4 separate regions of the Sus scrofa genome follow, and all the other regions are linked to region 3. A link is a contact called in public Hi-C and HiChIP or PLAC-seq data. All regions are on one chromosome and are shown on one strand. Each heading gives the region's core, a stretch centred on a gene start, on an enhancer-like site or on the middle of the called end of the contact. The rest is flanking DNA. Distances are from core to core; before and after follow the strand shown. Region 1 overlaps LOC102158255 (a long non-coding RNA gene). Region 2 holds the start of EEA1 (early endosome antigen 1). Region 3 holds the start of NUDT4 (diphosphoinositol polyphosphate phosphohydrolase 2). Region 4 has its middle 81 kb from the start of EEA1.

Region 1 (2,700 bases), core at 3-2,502, 360 kb after region 3:
TTTTATCAATGAGGTAGTTCATTGGGAACATAGATGTTTTCCCTACACGGTGCCAAGAAACCTGATTTAATTGATTTTATGATTAAATTGCAGGAGGCGCCTGATTGTTTTTGCAAACTCATTCCTTGCTTTTTATTGATTCGGTTTAAAGTTTGGCCATTGAACATTACAGTAAAGAGATGGATCCACCATGAACTGACAAAGGCAAGGATAGACACCACTTGAAACCACCACACATAAGAAGTTGTATCACAGCTCTTAGGAATTTTTGATTCCAAATTTCCTTGAAAATTTGTACCTGAAGATTAGAGAACTAGGATTATGACTCTCTACCTTGAGGTTCACCCCAGACCATCAACCTCCCTCAACTGTTGTTCATTCAAAAAGGGTTGATGGAATACTACTCAGCCATAAAAAAGAATGACATAATGCCATTTGCAGCAACATGGATGAAACTGAGTGAAATGAGCCAGGAAGACAAAGACAAATACCATATGATATCACTTATAACTGGAATCTAATATCCAGCACAAATGAACATCTCCTCAGAAAAGAAAATCATGGACTTGGAGAAGAGACTTGTGGTTGCCTGATGGGAGGGGGAGGGAGTGGGAGGGATCGGGAGCTTGGGCTTATCAGACACAACCTAGAATAGATCTGCAAGGAGATCCTGCTGAGTAGCACTGAGAACTATGTCTTGATATTCATATTGCAACAGAACAAAGGGTGGGGGAAATATGTATACATGTAAGGATAACTTGATCCCCTTGCTGTACAGTGGGAAAAAAAATAAATTATTTAAAAAAAAAGAAAAAGGGTTGAGAAGTTTTCCCAGAGAACTAGCTTGCTATTTTCCATTTCCTTCCCGGAAGATTTCTTGGCAGATCCAAACCTCGAAGGGGTCTTCTCCCACTTACCAGGCTCCCTTGTGTTTCCCATTCATTCTGCTGTGACAAGTACATATTTCAAAACTCTCAAATGGTTCTTCCTCCCTCTAGTCTTCGCTGAACCCCAAAACCTAGGGTCAGTTTCCAGAATGGTGAGCTCCGTTAAACAGCGGCAGGAAGAACCCCCTCATCCCCTGGGTCTACGGGCATCTTATGCCAGGCTCTAAAGTCCTCATTTCCCAGCATCAAGTGCAGGTGGAATTTGGCAGAGGGCTGCCAATCTCTCCTCAAAGACTTGCAACTACTCCCAGCCTCAGGCTTCTTTTTAAAAAATATACGCAATATTCGCTACTTCTGGGCGCTTCTCTTAGCCTGGCTTCTCTTCTTCGCCTTTGAAAAATAATGTCCCTTCTTTTCCCCAAGGGAGGTCTTTGAATGCTTCTGGCATTTTCCCAGATTGCTTTCATTTTCTTAAACATTGGTTATGAAACAAAATATGTCAAATTTAAATAGCTCATGTGTTGTTACTAAACTGCTTCCCCGCTGGCTTCCTGGCCCCAAGGCAAGTGGAAGCGCGTCTGTTAGTTTTTTGAAGTGAACTAGCACCCTCTGTAGGCCAATTTTTTTATAAGTATGAGAAACCACATCGCTGTTAAATTTCTAATGCTAGGGCCTAAGGCAAAAAAAAAATATCACATCTGTCGAAATTACCAGGCAGCATAAAAGCCATGAATTCATTTCTTTTGTTTTTCTCTTAATGTGCTGGTTGCCTCCCGTTTTTTAGAGCAGTGGAGCTTTAATAGGGGAAGGAATGTTAGGTTAAATAAAGAAATAGTTTCTTTCTCAACCCTGCTTTTTTTCTCTCTCCTCCCCTCCATTTACTTTGAGAAACGCATTCAGCCATATTTATTGACCGTCTGCTGGGTGTCAATCACCATTACAGGTTCTAATCCATAGAGGCCCCTGCTCTTGTGGAGCTTGCATTCTAAGGAGGAGCTAAAGGAGATTAAAGTCTAGATTTTGAAAAGAGATGTTTTTTTTTTCTTTTTTTTTTTTTTAAAGAGAGTGATAAGTACTCTGAGAATAACAAAACAGAATCGTGGCTTAGAGAGTGCTGGAGGCGTCGGGGGTTTTTTTTTTGTTTTTTTTTTTTTTTGTCTTTTGTCTTTTTGTCTGTTGTTGTTGTTGATGTTGTTGTTACTGTTGTTGCTATTTCTTGGGCCGCTCCCGCGGCATATGGAGGTTCCCAGGCTAGGGGTCGAATCAGAGCTGTAGCCACCGGCCTACGCCAGAGCCACAGCAACGCGGGATCCGAGCCGCGTCTGCAACCTACACCACAGCTCACGGCAACGCCGGATCGTTAACCCACTGAGCAAGGGCAGGGACCGAACCCGCAACCTCGCAACCTCATGGTTCCTAGTCGGATTCGTTAACCACTGCGCCACGACGGGAACTCCCAGGCGTCGGGTTTTAAACAGTCATGGAGCCACCAGGAGGAGGTGACTTTGAGCAGATATTTAGATGAAGAGGCAGGTGTATAATCTTGATGAATGTCGCAAATTATGGAGAAAGGCATTGATGAAACTATTCCTCTAGCGCTTTAGTTACTAAGTCTCTGAACTCAGTGGTTTGAGTATTTGTTTATTGAATATCTTCTTCAGGTTTGTTGTATCGCTTTTTTTTTTTTTTTTTTTTTTTTGTCTTTCTCTCTTTTTAGGGCTGCACCCGTGGCATATGGAGGTTCCCAGGCTAGGGGTCTAATCAGAGCTGTACCCACTGGCCTACACCAGAGCCACAGCAACGCCAGATCCGA
Region 2 (2,700 bases), core at 12-2,511, 400 kb after region 3:
GTTAAAGTCTTCTCCCCTGCTCCCCCCTCCAGGGTAAAAGCCAAATCTCTCAACTTGTGAAAGCTGAGAGCAACTTGGCAAAATGATATGATTCTGCAGCTGTGACTTTTTTTTTTTTTGTTTTGGGCAGCTGTGACTTTTGACTTCAAATAATGACATGGTGCCTGGAAGTCAGTTCTAAGTCCATTTCCCAGTCCACATCCTTGTTTTGGCACACTGTTTATCTGTGACCTCATTTTGTTTTTTTTGTAGGGCCAAACCTGCAGCATATGGAGGTTCCCAGGCTAGGGGTCGAATCAGAGCTGCAGTCCGACGATCCCAGCTGCATCTGCGACCTACACCACAGCTTAGGGCTACACCAGATCCTTAGCCCACTGAGCGAGGCCAGGGATGGAACCTGCATGCTCATGGATGCTAGTCAGATTGGTTTTTGCGGAGCCACGAAGGGAAAACGTCATTATTTTTTTCTTAATCTATGAAACAGACGCATTAATGTCGATTCACTTCATACATTCGTTATCAGAAGAGGATTTAAAATTCCTTAGGAGAATGAGCCAAGCATGGGCTTTAGTGGGTGCAACATGTTAGCGTCATCAGTCCATTAAATATTGTTGCTATAGTCCAAAGGACAACGCCAAACTTTTTTTTTTCCCTATCAATTCAAATTGCAGTTTCTTTCTATACTTTCTTCCGATTCTTTACTTTTCCTTTGGCTGAAATGAGAAGCAGGAAGGGAGGAGGGAAAGGAGCCAGGGGTTGGACCAGAGGAGGGAAGCCCAACAGACCGGTTAATCGTGTCTGAGTCTCTCCTTTGCTTGCACTCTGAGACTAAGCTTCCTGCAGAAATGGGAGTCCAGTTGAGCAACGGTCAAGGCCAGGGTCACACCGACAGATTTTACAGAGCAGTCTGAGGTGCCATAGCAGGTACCTGCCTCGAGAGCCCGCCTTCCTTCGCGGCCAAGGACCACCCCCCAAGCCCCAAGGTCCCCAAGTCCCCAGGTCCCCAAGTCCCCTCCGCGGGTGCCGGGTCTACGCGCGAGCGCCTCTGACGGAGCGCGGGTGTGCGCTCAGCGGCCGGAAGGAGCGGCAGTGCCAGCGTCCTGCCTCCTGTCCGTCACGCAATGGCCCACGCCGCCGCCCTTTCCGATTGGTCGCCGGCCCAGGCCAGGCCCCTTCCAGCCCCGCCTCCCGCGGATGGACAGGCCGAGAGGGCGGGGCGGCGCGGGCGGGTCCGCCCAGCTGTCAGTTACGGGGGCGGCCCGGCGGGCGGGCGCTCGCTGGCTATCTCGTCCCCGGCTCGCGCGCGCTCCCTCTCACCGCCTGTGGGGAAGTCGGGGCCGCCCTAGCGGCTGCCGCCACCGCCTCGCCCCGACCTCCTCCCAGGTTCCCTTCTGGCTCAGTCCCTACCGCCCGCGCACCCCCGAGTAGTGAGTGACCCCGAGGAGGGTCCGGAGAGTCACCGCGGCAGCGCCGGGGGGTGTTTAAACCATGTTAAGGAGGATTTTGCAGAGGGTAAGAGAGTGAAACCGTCTTTCCAGGAGCACGTGAGCGGGAGCCCGAGTCCGAGGCCGCGGAAGCCGCCGCCGCGCTGAGGAGCCGAGGCGGCGGCGCTGGCGTCCCTCCTCAGTGCGGGCGCCTCCCTGCTTTAGGCCCCGCAGCCCGGGCGCTGATTAGGCCTCGGTCCTCTGCTCCCGGGGCGGGCGTGGGGGCAGGGAGGGCGGGCGCGGCGGCAGGCCGGGGCCGGGCGCCCGGTCTGCCGCGGCCCCGCGCGCCCAGGCCCGGGCCCCGCTCCCGCACGGGCTGTCAGTGCGAGCGGGCGGCGGGGCGGGAGGGTGTGGTGCCGGCGCGTTCCTTCCAGATCCTGGAATGGCAGTGAACACGGAGAGTTGGTGCCGCCGGGGCCGGCCGGCCGCCCGCCGGGCTGGAGGACGCCCCGTGGGAGCCCGCGGGAGGCGAGTTCGGCGGGTCCCCCGGCCGCCCTGCCCAGCGGGCCCCCCAACTTTACGCGACCCGCAGCTGCCACGCTCGGCGTCGCGGTCTGCTCTGGGCAGCCCTGCGTGGTAACGTGGTGAAAGCTGGCCTAGCCTCGGCCCAGTCGCGGTACCGACACGTCCCTGGCAGAGTCAGCCTCGAAGGAAGATATTACTCACTGTTGCAAACTTTTCCCCTCCCCAGTTAAAAATGCGTTTCCCCCTCCCAGCCCAGTAGCTTTTTGGAGCCGTCGGAGACTAAATCCCCCGTAAGCTCTAGCCCCGGGTATGCACTTAACTCCTTTATTTTCTGCCAGTGCTATCTTTATTTACAATCTGGAAAAAAACCTTGATATATAAAGATGAGCGCATTGGCGATATGTAGATGTTGTGTTTAGGAGTCAGTTCCTGGAATAGCAATTGAGATCTTTTCTATAAGATTTACTGTACTCAAGTTTTTGTTTTGGACAACTTCTATATTTCTTTTTGGGACCGATAGGGTGCAAAATGTAAATGATTGAAAAGCTGGTGCCAGATTCGTTAGTTGGTTATTGAGGGAGTAGGATAACTAGTTCAAAGGACAAAAGGAATTAGTGAACTTGTAGTATTCAGTCAAGGAATGTACCAAAGAGAGTTGAGTCATTCACTGCTTAGAAAGGGAGTGAGTGTCCTTGCGGCTGCATAGCTTTGTGAAGTATTCCAGTCATGTGAAACTTGGTCATATATCAGG
Region 3 (2,700 bases), core at 181-2,680:
TTTCATAATTCAATAAATTACAGAAATACGTAAAACAGTGGGCCATTTCATAATTCAATAAATTACAGAATACATAAAACTTGCTCTCCAGGAAAACTTCAAAGGCCTCACTACCAACCCCACGCTGATGGGTGAATTACAGAAGACTGTTCCTCTCCTGATTTCAAGCCAAACACAGAAAAGTAAAGCTCTGATAAATATGCAGAGAGCTAGAGATTACTGTTTGAAAATGGCAACTTTGCCCACCTCCATCTTCTTCCTTCTGGCATGATTCCACCTTTTTCACTAACCATCTTTCTGCAGTTAGAAAACTTTAAAAGCTGTTTTTTTTTTTAAATCAGCTATTAATAATGCTAAGTGCTTGTGAGTTAAAGAATTCACTTAAAAAGTGGAATTGACAGAACTAGACCTAATGGGTTTTTATTTTAAAGCACGGATCCTGTTTGGATATTTCACAGACATGCCTAGATTTAAGCATAAAACGCAAACTGCAGTTAACATGGGGAGGAAAATGTAACAGAGGCAGAAGGGCTTGGGCTGAAACACGCCATTTCTACTCCCTCGGTTAGCGCTCGAGGTTTCTCCGGCTTTACGCTCAATTCGCAGGTTAAGATGGTGACTCCCGCTAGGCGCGACCTAGAGGGCCCAGGACCTGCCCCGGCTCCCGTCCTAACCCAGACCCAGTAGGAGAGCATGGGGCTGGCAAACCCCTTTGTTTCCACAATCTAGCCCGAGAAAAGGCAGGAAGGCAGGAGGGAGGGAGCCCATCTCTCCCAGTCCTAGGGCGAGACGGGGGGTCAGGAGGGGAAGGGGATGGAGAAAGGGAAGGGCAAGGGCAAGGACCTCCCACCCCAGCCAGCCCGAACCCTACATCAGCCCCGCCCCAGCGCGCCCGCGGTGGGCACAGAGCGCGTCGGCCTCCCTCACCTCGTCCTCCTGCTCGCTCCGGAAGCAGAGGCACGCCGCCCGCTTCTTGAAGCCCTCGCGGTCATACGTCCGCGTCTGGTTGGGCTTGAACTTCATCATAGAGGCGGGCTCTTGCTGCCGCTTCTGCTCCGGCCGCCGCCGCGGGGGCCCGGCCGCCGCCACCCCGCCGGGGAATGGGGGGCGAGGGCCAGTCGGGGCGCAGGGAGGCGAGGCGGCAGCGCGTGGAAGGCGCAGGGAGGCCGGGTCAGTCCCGGAGCCGGCGACTGCTCCGACGCGGGGCAGGGCGCGAGCGCCGGTCACTGGAGCCCGGGTGCTGGAGAGGAAGCGCCGCCTCTGTCCGGGCGTCCACCGCTCTCCATGGAGCCCGCCTCCCGCTCGCCTCCGCTCCCGCCCGCTGCTGTTGCCGCCGCCGCCGCCGCTGCCGCGGGAGGAAGAGCCAAGCTCGAGGCACGCGCCACAAGGAGACAGTTGCAGTGACTACCGCCGACTGGGCAGCAGCGCAGCGGCAGCTTCGCACCGCCCCCTCCGCCGTATTTAAGGGGGCCGCGCCCGCCCCGCCCCGCCCTCGCGCGCTCCGCCCTGCGCGCGCCTCCGCGCCTGCGTGCCGGACCGTTGCGGCGGGGGCGGGGCCTGGGCGTTCCGGCGGCCGGATTGGGGCGGGCGGGCGGCGCGTGCTCCAGCCGCGCGCGGGGCCAGGCCCGCTGGGAGGCCTCCGACGCGAAAGGAGCACAGCCCCTCTGCCTGTTTGTGGCTCCCCCGGTTTCCCCTGTGAGCGTCTTGGCCTCTCCGCGAGAGCGGGTCTCACCACAGACCTCCTCCGCAAAGTCGCTGCCTGGTCAGGAGAGGCCAGGAGGTGTCACAGCGAAGGCCGTCTCCTCAGGGTAGCCGTCCAGAGTGCGCCTGTCAAGTGCGGGGAGAGAAGCGAGCGGAGGCCTAGAAAGGTGAAGACTTCGGTTGAGAGGTTTTGTTGGTTTTGTTGGCAGGGAAAGGGAGAAGGCACATCTCCTTTACATTTTTTAATCTTTGGTCGGGGGTCGCTTGTGTTCTTTCAAGAGTCAACTCAAAACACAAACAAACAAAAGCAAAAAACAAAAAAAAGAGCTCCTGTCGTGGCTCAGTGGCTAACGAAACTGACTAGGAACCATGAGGTTGCAGGTTCGATCCCTGGCCTCGCTCACTGGGTTAAGGATCCGGCGTTGTCGTGAGCTGTGGTGTAGGCCGTTGCCTGTAGCCTGGGAAGCGCCACATGCCTTGGGGTCGGCCCCAGAAAAGACCAAAAAAAAAAAAAAAAGTCACCTCTAGCTTGAACCTTTGTTTGAAGGCGCAGATAACATCTTCCACTTTGTCCCACCCTCAAGGATGCATTCCTCAATGCCAGCAGTGGCTAGTATCTCCTAACCTCATCTCGGGCCTAAGTAACAGGCGCAGCTAGGTGCTGGGGCCACGTTGCTCAATAGAAGGGCATGTCTGCTACATAGGGGCTTGCAGTGTCTCTGGGACTTGGGACAAACAACTTTTACGTTTTCCTGCAAGTGCTAAAATAGGAGCCAGGGGGCCTATCTTAGGAAGGTGGGGTTTTGTTTGTTTTTGCCCACACCCGTGGCATATGTTACTTTCTGGGCCAAGGATCCAATCCACCCCACAGCAGCCACCCCAGCCACAGCAGTGACAATGTCAGCTCCTTAACCCACTGAGCCATCAGGACACTGCTTAGGAAGGTGCTAAGGAAGTTCAGGGGAGCCCCTCACTCCCACAGTCTTGTCCCCAACACAG
Region 4 (2,700 bases), core at 148-2,647, 320 kb after region 3:
TATCTGAACCAACATCTGAAAAACTGGCTCCTGGCTTCCTTCCGTGTACGTAGATCCATTCATCACACATTATTAGAATCTAAAAAGACTTTATAGAAAAACCAGACCACTGCTTTCCAAAATGTCTTCCTCAGAGCTGAGAGGTATTAAGAGATGCTCAGTGGAAAAGAGAGTTTATGATCAATGCATTTAGAAAATGCCAATTATGTAAGTCAGCTATAATAAAAATTTTTAAATGTTATATCCAAAAAAAAAAAAAAAAGAAAGGAAAATGCCAATTATACAGGTTTCTAGACACTGGATACCATAAGCAGCCTCAGTGTGCTCACTTGGCTGATGAGCACTATGACTTGAGAGAGGGGTTGGAGGGGGTCGGGAGGGGATGTGAGATGCAGTGTTTGATCAGAGGGACTTCTCTCAGATTGTAGAGCAGCACTGTCATTTAGAAATACCTTGCATATCTGGAGTTACACATATCAATTTTAAATATTCTGGTCGCTAGTTTTTAAAGAAATAGGGGAGCTCCTGTTGTGGCTCAGCAGTAATGAACCCAACTAGTATCCATGAGGACCGGGGTTCAGTCCCTGGCCCCACTCATTAGGTTAAGGATCCAGCGTTATTGTGAGCTGCTGTGTAGATTGCAGACACAGTTTGGATCTGACATTGCTGTGTGTTTCTGGCAGAGGCCAGCAGCTACAGCTCCAATTCAACCCCTAGCCTGGGAATTTCCATTTGTCACAGGAGCCAAAAAAAAAAAAAAAAAGGAAATAGGTTTTGCCTAATTTTTTATATAAAGTTTTTATCTATCATTTTTTAGAGTTTGTTTTTTTTTTTTTTTTGGTGGGGGCACACCTGCAGGATATGGAGGTTATCAGGCTAGGGGTTGAATAGGAGCTGTCGCTGCCAGCCTATGCCACAGCCACAGCGCATCTGAAACTGAGCCTTGTCTCCAACCTATACCACAGCTCATGGCAACACCAGATCCTTAACCCACTGAGCGAGGCCAGAGACCGAACCCGTGTCCTCATGAATACGAGTCCGATTCGTTTCTGCTGAGCCAAGAAAGGAACTCCTAAAGATGTTTTAGGTTCACAGCAAAATTGAGCAGAAACTACTGAGAATTCCCCTCTGCCTCCTATCCCCACAGCAATCACAGCCTTCCGTAATATCCTAATTTTAATAATATTTTATTTCCCTCAATTATAAAAGTATTATGATTTCAACATTAATCAAGGTAAAACTATTAATGAGATCCTACCTTAGTTTTTACATTCTAAATTGGCTGCTTTCCAAGTGCTTGACAGCCACACCTAGCTCGTGGCTACACTCAGAGCAGAAGGGGTCAAGGGTCCCAAGAGACGTGGTTTAGGAAATGCTGATCTGGCCACACCCACCCGTACAGATAAAGCTGAAGAGCCCCGAGGTTTGAAGTGGCTTTCCTAAGTCTCAGACCCAATTAGTGTCGGAGATGAGATCAGCACACAGGTTCCTGACCTTCGCCTCACCCTCAGGGGCAGTTCTTTCCTCCACTTCGTGACTCAAACACAAATCTTCTCCTTTGTAGGAGGCAGAATTCCAACTTCCTTTCTTTGCTCTGCAATGGAACAGCCCCCTGTTCCTTCGGAAGTAAAGTGGATGGGTCTTAGTCTAGGGACAGAGAGGGTCTGAGTCCACGATGATTATCCACATGCTCCTGGTTCCTCTCAGAATCTCGGCACTGTCACTTCTTAGTGTTGTACAGTATCCATTCTCACTCACATCAGGGGCTCTTTCAGACCGTAGTGCACTAGGATCCCTCACCTTGGGTCACAGTAGTGGCCCCTGGGTACTGGGGCCCTGGAGTGAGGACGGTGGAAGGAGGCTTCCATTCTTCATTGATTCAGCAAATGTTTATTGAACACCTATCACATTCCAGGCCCTGTTCTTGGTGCTGCATATACATCAATGGACAAACCAAGTCCTTGGCCTCTGGAGTTTAGATTCTAGTGGTACAAAACAGACAAAACAAATATGTAAATATATGGCACCTTAGAGGGGAATTATGTTTTTGAAAGAAGATAAAATAAAATAAGGGGAAAGGGAAGTAAGAAATAGAGGTAGGCTGGACAATGAGGGATTTTTTTTTTTTTTTTGACTCTCTAATCATGGTGGTTATAGATGAAAGGGGGAATGGATTTAAGGAAACATTCTTCTTAGTTTATATTATTAATGTATGTTTAAATGCCTTTGACATTTGTGGACATGCAGATCCTCTAAAGGAAATAATGAGACTACCTATTAACAACTAAATCTTACTGTGTAGCACTGGGAACTATATCTAGTCACTTATGATGGAGCATGATAATGTGAGAAAAAAGAATCTATACATGTATGTGTAACTGGGTCACCATGCTGTACAATATAAAATTGACAGAACACTGTAAACCAGCTATAATGGAAAAAAAATTAAAATCACTATATAAAAAAACAAACAACAAAAGCACATTCTATTCAGTAGGCACTGTGTTGAGCACATGATACAGTTTTAACAGTTTAATGAGAAAGCAAGGGTCTTTGCTTAGTATTCATTCTCTAAATTTCTGTAGTTAAGAAGTGTCATGAGGAGTTCCCGTCGTGGCGCAGTGGTTAACGAATCCGACTAGGAACCATGAGGTTGTGGGTTCGATCCCTGCCCTTGCTCAGTGGGTTAACGATCGGCGT

Evidence for each region. A called contact is a pair of places that touch in the nucleus more often than the background predicts. HiChIP or PLAC-seq counts read pairs in DNA pulled down with a chosen protein or histone mark.
Region 1: a Hi-C map of psoas muscle shows a contact between it and region 3, with 2.7 times the contacts expected there. The contact joins the enhancer-like site here to the promoter of NUDT4 in region 3. A contact is called at or near these places in 3 of 5 promoter capture datasets (fetal liver, fetal skeletal muscle and liver), 12 of 47 Hi-C or Micro-C datasets (embryonic fibroblasts, epiblast stem cells, fetal heart ventricle and 6 more) and 2 of 2 datasets of contacts at active chromatin or transcription factors (alveolar macrophages and skeletal muscle).
Region 2: an H3K27ac HiChIP or PLAC-seq map of alveolar macrophages shows a contact between it and region 3. The contact joins the promoter of EEA1 here to the promoter of NUDT4 in region 3. A contact is called at or near these places in 2 of 5 promoter capture datasets (fetal skeletal muscle and liver), 5 of 47 Hi-C or Micro-C datasets (alveolar macrophages, embryonic fibroblasts, epiblast stem cells and 2 more) and 2 of 2 datasets of contacts at active chromatin or transcription factors (alveolar macrophages and skeletal muscle).
Region 4: an H3K27ac HiChIP or PLAC-seq map of skeletal muscle shows a contact between it and region 3, with 14 times the contacts expected there. The contact joins the enhancer-like site here to the promoter of NUDT4 in region 3. A contact is called at or near these places in 1 of 5 promoter capture datasets (fetal skeletal muscle), 21 of 47 Hi-C or Micro-C datasets (alveolar macrophages, brain, embryonic fibroblasts and 12 more) and 2 of 2 datasets of contacts at active chromatin or transcription factors (alveolar macrophages and skeletal muscle).

The regions. Positions count from the first base shown.
Region 1 is chr5:90,084,644-90,087,343 of Sscrofa11.1, forward strand. All of the region lies in intron 1 of LOC102158255 (a long non-coding RNA gene), which reads left to right. Among named protein-coding and RNA genes, the nearest start is that of EEA1, 46 kb to the right of the region's middle. Within about 2 kb of position 1,253, at least 8 of the 83 cell types and tissues checked have an H3K27ac peak or open chromatin away from gene starts, as enhancers often do. A contact at or near this core is called in omental adipose tissue and skeletal muscle, where this site is marked.
Region 2 is chr5:90,130,446-90,133,145 of Sscrofa11.1, forward strand. It overlaps EEA1 (early endosome antigen 1), which reads left to right and starts at 1,262. Exons shown (of 33, transcript XM_021091260.1): 1 at 1,262-1,512. The coding sequence starts at 1,489.
Region 3 is chr5:89,726,830-89,729,529 of Sscrofa11.1, forward strand. NUDT4 (diphosphoinositol polyphosphate phosphohydrolase 2) reads right to left here and starts at 1,431. Exons shown (of 5, transcript XM_003126721.5): 1 at 928-1,431. The coding sequence starts at 1,026.
Region 4 is chr5:90,049,599-90,052,298 of Sscrofa11.1, forward strand. No RefSeq gene overlaps it. Among named protein-coding and RNA genes, the nearest start is that of EEA1, 81 kb to the right of the region's middle. Within about 2 kb of position 1,398, at least 18 of the 83 cell types and tissues checked have an H3K27ac peak or open chromatin away from gene starts, as enhancers often do. A contact at or near this core is called in fetal liver, omental adipose tissue and skeletal muscle, where this site is marked.